3 separate regions of the Rattus norvegicus genome follow, and all the other regions are linked to region 1. The links are chromatin contacts, called in public Hi-C maps. All regions are on one chromosome and are shown on one strand. Each heading gives the region's core, a stretch centred on a gene start, on an enhancer-like site or on the middle of the called end of the contact. The rest is flanking DNA. Distances are from core to core; before and after follow the strand shown. Region 1 overlaps Rad51b (RAD51 paralog B). Region 2 overlaps Rad51b (RAD51 paralog B). Region 3 has its middle 29 kb from the start of Rpl36l6.

Region 1 (2,783 bases), core at 106-2,605:
AAGCAGGCAAGATACCCATACACATAAAATAAAATAATATTGTGTGTGTGTGTGTGTGTGTGTGTGTGTGTGTGTGTGTGTGTGTGTTAAAGAACAGTAATAAAACCGATTTCATTCTCAGAGAGCTGCAGAGACAGCGTGATGGGTTAGGGAGAGATGGCCCTAGGCTGGGGAGAGAATACTAGTTTCTGGAAGAGACAGCATTTGCACCCAGGCTGAAAGGCTTGGGCATTCAGAGATGAAAGGCAGTGCCAGTGTGGAAGCCACAAACCGTGAGGTCACTGCACAGATGCCCTAGCCAGCCCCCCACCCTTTACCCCCGCCTTGAATCATGCAATAACCTTACTGTGGGGTGTATTTGCTATCTTGTCTTTTCCTTGGCTGGTTTTTTCACCCCCAAGAGAAGTGGACTGATCTACATCTGTCCAATTGGGGCTTACCATTCGGTATTACAAATGGAGACTTTGGAACCCTCAGAGGCAGAGCCCACTTCTTTTTTTCCCCACAAAGGACTCAGGGTTTTCCTAGTCCCCAGGCCTCCTTGCAGGCCTATGTGCTGGAAAAGATACAGGGACTCTGGATGACCGCCCACATGTACACACTAGAACACTCCAACCATGAGAGGCCACTGAACATCTGAAGCAGAAGAGCCCAAGTCACCAGCTGTGAGGCCGTTTGCTTCCAAGGGTGGTTTACCCTGGGGAGTGGCTCAGTGGGTAAAGTACTTGCTATAGAAACGTGGCTACCTGAGTTCAGGTCCCAAGTAGCCATGTAGAAAACCAGGCATGGCAGTATGTGCCTGTAACTCTAGTTCTGAGGCAGGGTGCAGAGATAGGAGGATGCTGGAGGCCTGATGACCAGCCAGTAGAGCCATAATAGTGAGCGCCAGGTTTAATTGGAAAACCTGTCTCGAAAAATATGGTTGAGAGCAATACTGAAATACATTCAAAGTCTATCTCGGGCCCCACACTCCCCCTATATGCTACACATACACACACGTATATGCAGGAGCTAGCTTTTAGTTTGAATGGCAAAGGGGTGCAAAGGTATAGGCTACTGGGTCATGTTTCAGGAGAGAAGAGTCTTTGCGTATTTACAAAGACATGCAGCATTTGTCACTCTTTTCATTGACAGCTATGGGGCTTTTATATCCCCCAACTAGTTTTGTGAGACACACCTATGAAAACTCAGAAGCAGTGTGGACTTCCCCTCAACGTCCAGCCTTTGGGACTGCATCGAAGTGTTTGTGATCTGAAGTGCTTTGGACTTTCAACCACCTCTGTTTGCTCTCCTTTAGGTGTCCTCCTGTTTGTCAGTTTGGAGTTTGGATTTTGTCCCCTATCCAAACATGCTGCATTCATTAAGTGCGGTTTGCTGACACAACCCCCGCTCCCTGCAGAGGCTGAACTTACAACCTGAGCCCGCACTAGGTTTTTGAGCCACATCTCAGAGCTGATTCATTTGACTAACATTCCTAGTCTATTTTCTGAATGCCAAATCTCATTTCTCCTAACATGTCACCAATAACGGATACTCTGTTCCCAAAGAGACGGCCTTACATTTATTTCAATGAAATTGTACTCTCCAAGATATGCGATTTTCTGGTTACCTCTTAATATATAAACCTTTGACCTTCCGCTAAAATAAACATAAGATTTGTCTCAACGTTTTAGCCAAATTGAGATTCATTTGATTATCACAGTTGCCTGGTTAATGTACAAACTCCCCTTTGTCATCTTCTTCTTTTTCTTCTTCTTCTTCGTCTGTTTTAAAGCCTTATTTACTCATTGTATATGTATATATATGAGTACACTGTAGCTGTCTTCAGACACACCAGAAGAGGGCATCAGATCCCATCATAGATGGTTGTAAGCCACCATGTGGTTGCTGGGAACTTGACTCAGGACCTCTGGAAGAGCAGTCAGTGATCTTAACCACTGAGCCATCTCTCCAGCCCCTATGTTTCTCTTCTGTTACCTCCTCAAATCAACTTCCCTTGGGTGTGTTAGTCACATAATCCTCAGCCCTTTTCAGTGACCTCCACCCCTCTATTTAAAACCAAGCACTTCCCTAATCAACCACAATATCTGTTCTATGCTCTTTTCTTTTTTTTTTTTTTTTTGGTACTTTTTTTCGGAGCTGGGGACCGAACCCAGGGCCTTGCGCTTCCTAGGTAAGCGCTCTACCACTGAGCTAAATCCCCAGCCCCTCTATGCTCTTTTCTGCTCCCCTTCATAGACACACAACTGCCTAGCACACCACAGCCATTCAGCATTACCTTTTGCCTCCTTTAGAATGTAAGGTGTGTTGAGACAGAGTGGTTTTTGGTCACTTTCTTCCCTATTGGGCTCCATGTTTGTTTTAGGGTATGGGTACAGCAACATCTTCACTTGCCTCCGTAAAAATGCTGAATGTGACAAGGCCAAGGTTAGATTCGGGGGCACCTGCTCAAGGTTGCTGCCCCTCATAGGTTGCTAAGGACCGTTTGATCACTCGCAAACCCACTTAATGCTACCAGCATCCAGCCTTACTCGTCCTCACTTTATCCAGTAGGATACCAAGAAGGTTGATCACATTTTTTGCTACAATTAAATACCTCATGTTGGAGATACCCCTCTCACCTATCAGTCTGAAAGGCAATGGGCTCCACCTGACATGGTTATCTCACTGCCTCTCACTAACTGCACACATCTTAATCCGTGACCTCTCCAAACCCTGTGACTATTTTCAAGAAGTCCTTCTGGATACAACGTCCCTTAGCTGAGGCTCAGAACCTTATTGTG
Region 2 (2,783 bases), core at 100-2,599, 190 kb before region 1:
CTCAGGGATGTTCCGATATGGACACTAACAGGACCGTACTTCAGTGACCACCTCCTTCTTCCTAAGGCTGTATTGTCTATCCTACAGTTTTTAGGAATTTTCTGAAAAATTACATTGTATCGGTTTGTGACGAGCTTAAGCTTTCAAAGAAATCCCACTGGATCCTCAAGAGTGTTTCGTTGAAGAGAAAGAGTGGATATCAAAAGCAAGCCACTTTTTTTTTTTTTTTTTAATCTTAGAACTGACGGGAGGTGGCTGTTCACTCTACATCTGTCTTTTCTGTGCATTTGCAAACTCCAGCTGAGGGCAGCGATGTGGCTTTTCCTGAAGTTACACAGAAAGTTAGTTCAGGAACAGCAAAGAAAAGCCCTGTCTTCTCATGCCTGGTTTGTCACCATGATGTGAGCTCTGTCCTTCACAGAGGAATTTAGTCTTGTTGCTTGTGGGCGAGACAGTGGTGGTGCACACCTTTAATCCCAGCACTAGAAAGGCAGAGTCAGGCAGATTTCTATGAGTTTGAGGCCAGCCGGGGCTACAGAGAAAGTTCCAGGACAGCCAGAGCTATACAGAGAAACCCTGTCTTGGAAAAAGAAAAATTGTGAATATCTAAGACATTGGAGTGGCTTGACAAGGTAGGCTTGGCATCCTCAATAAAGCATAATTTTAAAGAAACGTATTTGGAACACTCTACTTTTAACCTAGAGTGATAATTCTAGCCTGCAGAAATTTTGCACAAAGTGCCCCCCACATACATTTTGAACAGATCCTCAAGGCAGCTTTGTGGAAGTAGGAAAAACACATCTAAATACAGCTGTTTCCCAGAAAACAGAACCCAAGCGGGAAGCTGTGTGAGATTTAACCACACTGCTAGCAAGTTACTGAGCAGGCTCCTGCCCAGACGTGCAGGCCCAGCCCACAGCTTATCTCATGGCCCCAGCACGCATTCATTGCTAAAATGGTGTTTTAAAATGCAGTTCCCTTTCTTCATCTCCTGCAATGTGTATACTTTTTCTGCCCAGTTCCAGACAATGCTGCCATATCCACCATTTACCATATGTGGAGGGAATGGACCTTTTCAAATCACCGAAGTAGAGTTGTTATTCCTTTCTCCTCCATGTCCTAACTTCAGATCCAGTGCTCTTCGCGTCGCCTTCAGATGAGAGGGGCCGTCGGGGTTAATTGGCAGTGTCTCACCAGGCTGCCAGTGTTGAATGACCTTCATTTTTTTAGAAAGAAAAACAAGGGGTGGGGAACTTAGAAAAGTTTATGGCTCTCCTGAAACCCAGCATGTGTTGCCAAGACATGCTGCTTACTTTCACGTGGATCGCTAGGTGGCAGGATGGCCACACCACTGGCGGGATCCCAGGGACTGCTGTGGTGAACCTAGACATCTGTGGCTGGGGAGATTAGGCTAACCAACCTGGCTGATATTTTCTTGACAGGGAACTGGCCGAAGTGATTCTGAAACATATGCTTCCAAGATACTGTCTTTAAATTTCCTTCTTCCTTTATTCCCTCAGCCCACTTGCAGTTTAATTTTTCTGCCCCATTGCATGCTGGTAGCAGAGGGCAGACACCACCTGCCAGCAGCTGCTTCGAAAGGCAGACTGTGATGGGTGCACGCAGTGGTGCTGGCACCCTTGCCTTGGCATGTCATCTGGGTCATGGGTGTCTGAAGGTAAGACCTTCCCTTGAGTTAATTAGATATTTCTCAGAGGGACAGCAGATTGAGCCTAAAGATCACAGTACCACTAACTCATTACCCTAAAGATTACTGTCCCCACTAACTCAAATACACTAAAGATCACAAAAGCAAACAAACAGAACAATGACAAAATGAGATTTTTGTTTTGCTGGCACAGCGCCATCTTGATTGTGCTGTATCGCTGGACAGGGAGAGCTGCTGTATGTGGATGAGACTTGGTTCCCAGTTTTTGTTTTTGTTTTCTTACCTAATAGTTTACCAGGGTCTGCTACCCTGGATGCCTTGCACGCCACAGGCCGCAGGCCACAGGCCACAGTAAGCTGAATAAAGCTCTAGTACAAGTTGTGTCCTTTCATGTTGTGAAGAGCACGAACTTCGGTTACAGAAATACTTCTCTGGATCTTTGGATTTTTTTTTCTAAGAAAGAAGGAACACCATTAAAACAAAACATTGCGTACCAAGTGAGGGTAGCACTCTGAGAGTACCTGCCTTGAGACTCCAGTAAAACCAAGTCTGAATGTAGAAGATTGATCAAACAGAAAGATTTCATTTTAATTACAAAGCGTTCTTTACTCACAGCTGAAACCACAATCAGATTTCATTAAACGGTGAGTACTGAGTTCCTGATGTGAATTGTTAATGATTCCATCTATGAGAATTTACAAAAAAAAAAAAAAAGAAGAAGAAGAAGAACATTTAAGTCTCAACTTTTCAGGAACTGACTGGTTGCATAATACCGAGAACCAAGTGTCTTTGTACAAGAACTAAAGTCACTTTGTACATCACGGCCTACTTACAGCCTACCATTGCCCAACTGGGGAACCCATGGCATTTTTCAGTTTTCAGCTAAGGGTCTTGATAAAACCCTAATTTTGCACATACAACATTGGCAACATGGAAGGGCCTTGTGAATATGGCCAACGTGACTTGTCTACGGGATTATCCTGTAGATGAAGGCCCCAAGTGTTCCGTTTATTCCGTTACCTAATGGACTTATGATTCTTTCATTAAGTTCAGCGATCTGACTTTTGAGAATACCTCAAACAACACACATAAAGCAGGCCAAGGGTATTAATTG
Region 3 (2,783 bases), core at 103-2,602, 160 kb after region 1:
ACGAGCACAGATCTCAAGTTCTTGGATAAGGATGTCCTCCTCACCTGCTGTACTCTGGTTATGGCTTTGCCATTCCAACCTCCAGGGACTTCTGGTCCTAGCATCTCTGGCCTCCTGACCCTCACTTGGGAATAGACCCGCCACAGAGGCTGGATTTCCATCACCAGAAGGGAATCTTCCTGACTTTTAGTATACTTGAGAATAAGCTAGTTTGCCCAGCTTATTTATGTCAGTGAGGGCCACAATGTGCCAGTGTAAGTGCTAATTCTGTAGACAAGGTCCCTCTCCTCCTAAGCTGGGTTTAGTGAGGAAAACAGAATGCGTCAAGCAGCAAATGTGAATGCTGTTTCTCAGAAGGGAGCATGCCCAGGTTTCAGATCTGATGGGGTGGTGGCATTTCCACTGTGGGCAGAGGATCTTTTCTCACTTGCAGCTCACCCCGAGCCTAAGCAAGAGCTGTCTGTCACATGGTAGCTACTCAGTAAAATCTGCTGAACGCGCTAGCAAATGAACGAGGGCTTCTGTGCTTCCTGACAGAGTCTGATGCTGGGGTCTACTAAGTCTCCATTTAGAAAAACGCTGAACAGAAACGGAAGTCGTCCACCCTCCTGAGGACCGTACATGTGGGCGCGCTGCCTGTGGTTCCTTTGGGCTTAGAGGTGCTTATGCTGGGTCACAGCTGGGGAAGATGATATCCCTGAGATCCTGCAGGGAACCTTCCAGGCTTGCCCCCTTGGCCCCCAGACCACACCATGAAGAACTCTGTAAATGGATTCATCAAAGCGGGGAGAGCAAGCCTCTTGACAGGTGAGGATTTAGAACTGAAAGCAGAGATGCGTTCAAACTCCCTGGGCCCAGATGTCCTAACCACAGGCCGAACTCTTGAAGGAGAAGGGAGAGTAGTACCATGAACCTCACCTCTCTTTTCTCAAAAGAGGTTGATGGTTCTTGGGAATTCCCTTCAAGCATCCGAATGCAATGTGCACACAAACCCAAAGGTATTTGCTGTCAAGTTTCTAGGCAGGATTATGTCAAACTGACCAGCTGTTTCATCTGCCATGCTTACCTTAACTTCAAAAGGCTGGTCTTCTGTCCCAGGAAAATTGAGCCTTTACCATAAAACATTTCCAAATTCCCTCAGACCTCAAAACATGCCCACATTAAGGTATCTCTCTTAGGCCTCTGGAAAACTGTGTCGAATGTACACAAAGACTCCTCAACCTTCTGCCCTCCAGTAAGCACCTTCCCAAGAAGAGAAATAAAAACTGGTGACAGTGCGAGGTACACCGTGTGCAGCCCTACGGGCAATGTTTGCTCAGGGAGCTGATGGGGGCAGAAGTTCCTCTAGGTAAACTGTGCCCTTGAATGTCTGTGTACACACAGAAGGGGTGCCTTTGATAAGCTTAACCACCAATGCCACATGAGCATGTAGTGACCCTGGGTGGAGAGTCCAAAGAACTACATCTGGAGAGGAAACCAAGCCGCCATTCCCCACACATTCTAAAGGTACTCCTCAGTAGATCAGATGCGCTAAGGAGGCAGACCAGTGAAGCACTGTGTTTTACTTTGGGGTCCTGAGGTTAACTGACAGGGAAAAGCAAATGACTAAGGTGTACTATGGAAGATTCCAATGTCTTCCTTCTGTTGAACTACTTTAAGGAGAAGCAAGATTTACAACAGGCATGGCCCCCTCCGGGTTGGAAACACCAAGGGTTTGGAATCCCGCCCAGTCCTGGGGCCGGGACTTCACTTACCTGGAGCCTGCTGAGCAGGAAATGGGCCCCTGGAAGATGAGGTAAAGTGAACACTTTCTCAAGAAAATTACTCTCCCCACAGAGACCCAAGCACCTCGACAGAGAATAAATTCCAACCCAGAGTGAGCAGCTCTCAGGGCCATCTGGATACCGGTGTGATGTGGATGTGTGTGTTGCTTGGAAAGGAGCTGGGGTTCTAGCTCGCGCTTTCCTGTGCAGAGGGAAATGTTTGCGCCTTGCACATGGCTTCACAGTGGAGGGTAATTGGCAAAGACTATGAAAACCCATGGGTGGGCTTCTACCTCCGCTCAGAAGCATGTCTCCCTTGTGACGCCATCTTCCCATCTGCCCGGTCTTCCTCAAGTAAAAGAACTGTGCCTGTGGGAAGCTGAGAGGAATGATGGAAGCTGGGCTCCCAATCACAGCTCTCCTGAGGCCACTAAGACTGTCACTGGCAGGCCTGCAGGCCAGCAGGCCGAGGTGGGATTGGTGCAGGGCTGCAGTGCTTCCTGAGAACCGAGAGCCCCTTAACTTAAATTCTCTTCCCTCCTCTTCCTCCATCGTCTCTTCTGTTTCCTTAACACAAGCTCAAATTGTGATGTCAGAATATGGCAGACAGGAGTCTCCTATGTCTTATGAGAAGCCTGGGGGGATGGGGAGGTTCCTAAGTACTTTCAGTTGCCAGCTTGTGGGTTAAGTGTTTGAGCCTGTGGAAGTCCCCTCCAACTAGAATAAAGTGCTGTCTGACCAGAGACAAGAAACTAGAGAACTGCAGAGATACAGAGATATGCCCAGGGTCACACAGTCAGTAGTGACAGAGCTGGGTCCATGTAGTGCCCACCCTCATCCTCACTTCGCAGCACAGGGAGCTCTATTCTAGGTCTTTACTGAAGTCAGAGGATGATGTAAGGAAGGGATGCCCCAGTCCCTCCCCGACTGCTGTCTGCCAAGCTCTGCCTGTGTAGTGAGAGATGTGCCGGACACCAAGTGCTCTGCCCCAGAACGGGATCTTTGTCTGCCTTCACTCCT

Evidence for each region. Hi-C and Micro-C count contacts between places; a contact is called where the count stands out from the background.
Region 2: a Hi-C map of liver shows a contact between it and region 1, with 4 times the contacts expected there. The contact joins two enhancer-like sites. A contact is called at or near these places in 5 of 12 Hi-C or Micro-C datasets (Schwann cells, hepatocytes, kidney and 2 more).
Region 3: a contact with region 1 is called in a Hi-C map of liver, with 5 times the contacts expected there. The contact joins two enhancer-like sites. A contact is called at or near these places in 2 of 12 Hi-C or Micro-C datasets (kidney and liver).

The regions. Positions count from the first base shown.
Region 1 is chr6:104,357,371-104,360,153 of GRCr8, forward strand. All of the region lies in intron 9 of Rad51b (RAD51 paralog B), which reads left to right. The region is part of intron 1 of LOC134479406 (a long non-coding RNA gene); the gene reads right to left. Among named protein-coding and RNA genes, the nearest start is that of Atp5pdl1, 71 kb to the right of the region's middle. Within about 2 kb of position 1,356, at least 3 of the 93 cell types and tissues checked have an H3K27ac peak or open chromatin away from gene starts, as enhancers often do. A contact at or near this core is called in liver, where this site is marked.
Region 2 is chr6:104,167,037-104,169,819 of GRCr8, forward strand. The region is part of intron 7 of Rad51b (RAD51 paralog B); the gene reads left to right. Among named protein-coding and RNA genes, the nearest start is that of Atp5pdl1, 260 kb to the right of the region's middle. Within about 2 kb of position 1,350, at least 20 of the 93 cell types and tissues checked have an H3K27ac peak or open chromatin away from gene starts, as enhancers often do. A contact at or near this core is called in liver, where this site is marked.
Region 3 is chr6:104,519,264-104,522,046 of GRCr8, forward strand. No RefSeq gene overlaps it. Among named protein-coding and RNA genes, the nearest start is that of Rpl36l6, 29 kb to the right of the region's middle. Within about 2 kb of position 1,353, at least 3 of the 93 cell types and tissues checked have an H3K27ac peak or open chromatin away from gene starts, as enhancers often do. A contact at or near this core is called in liver, where this site is marked.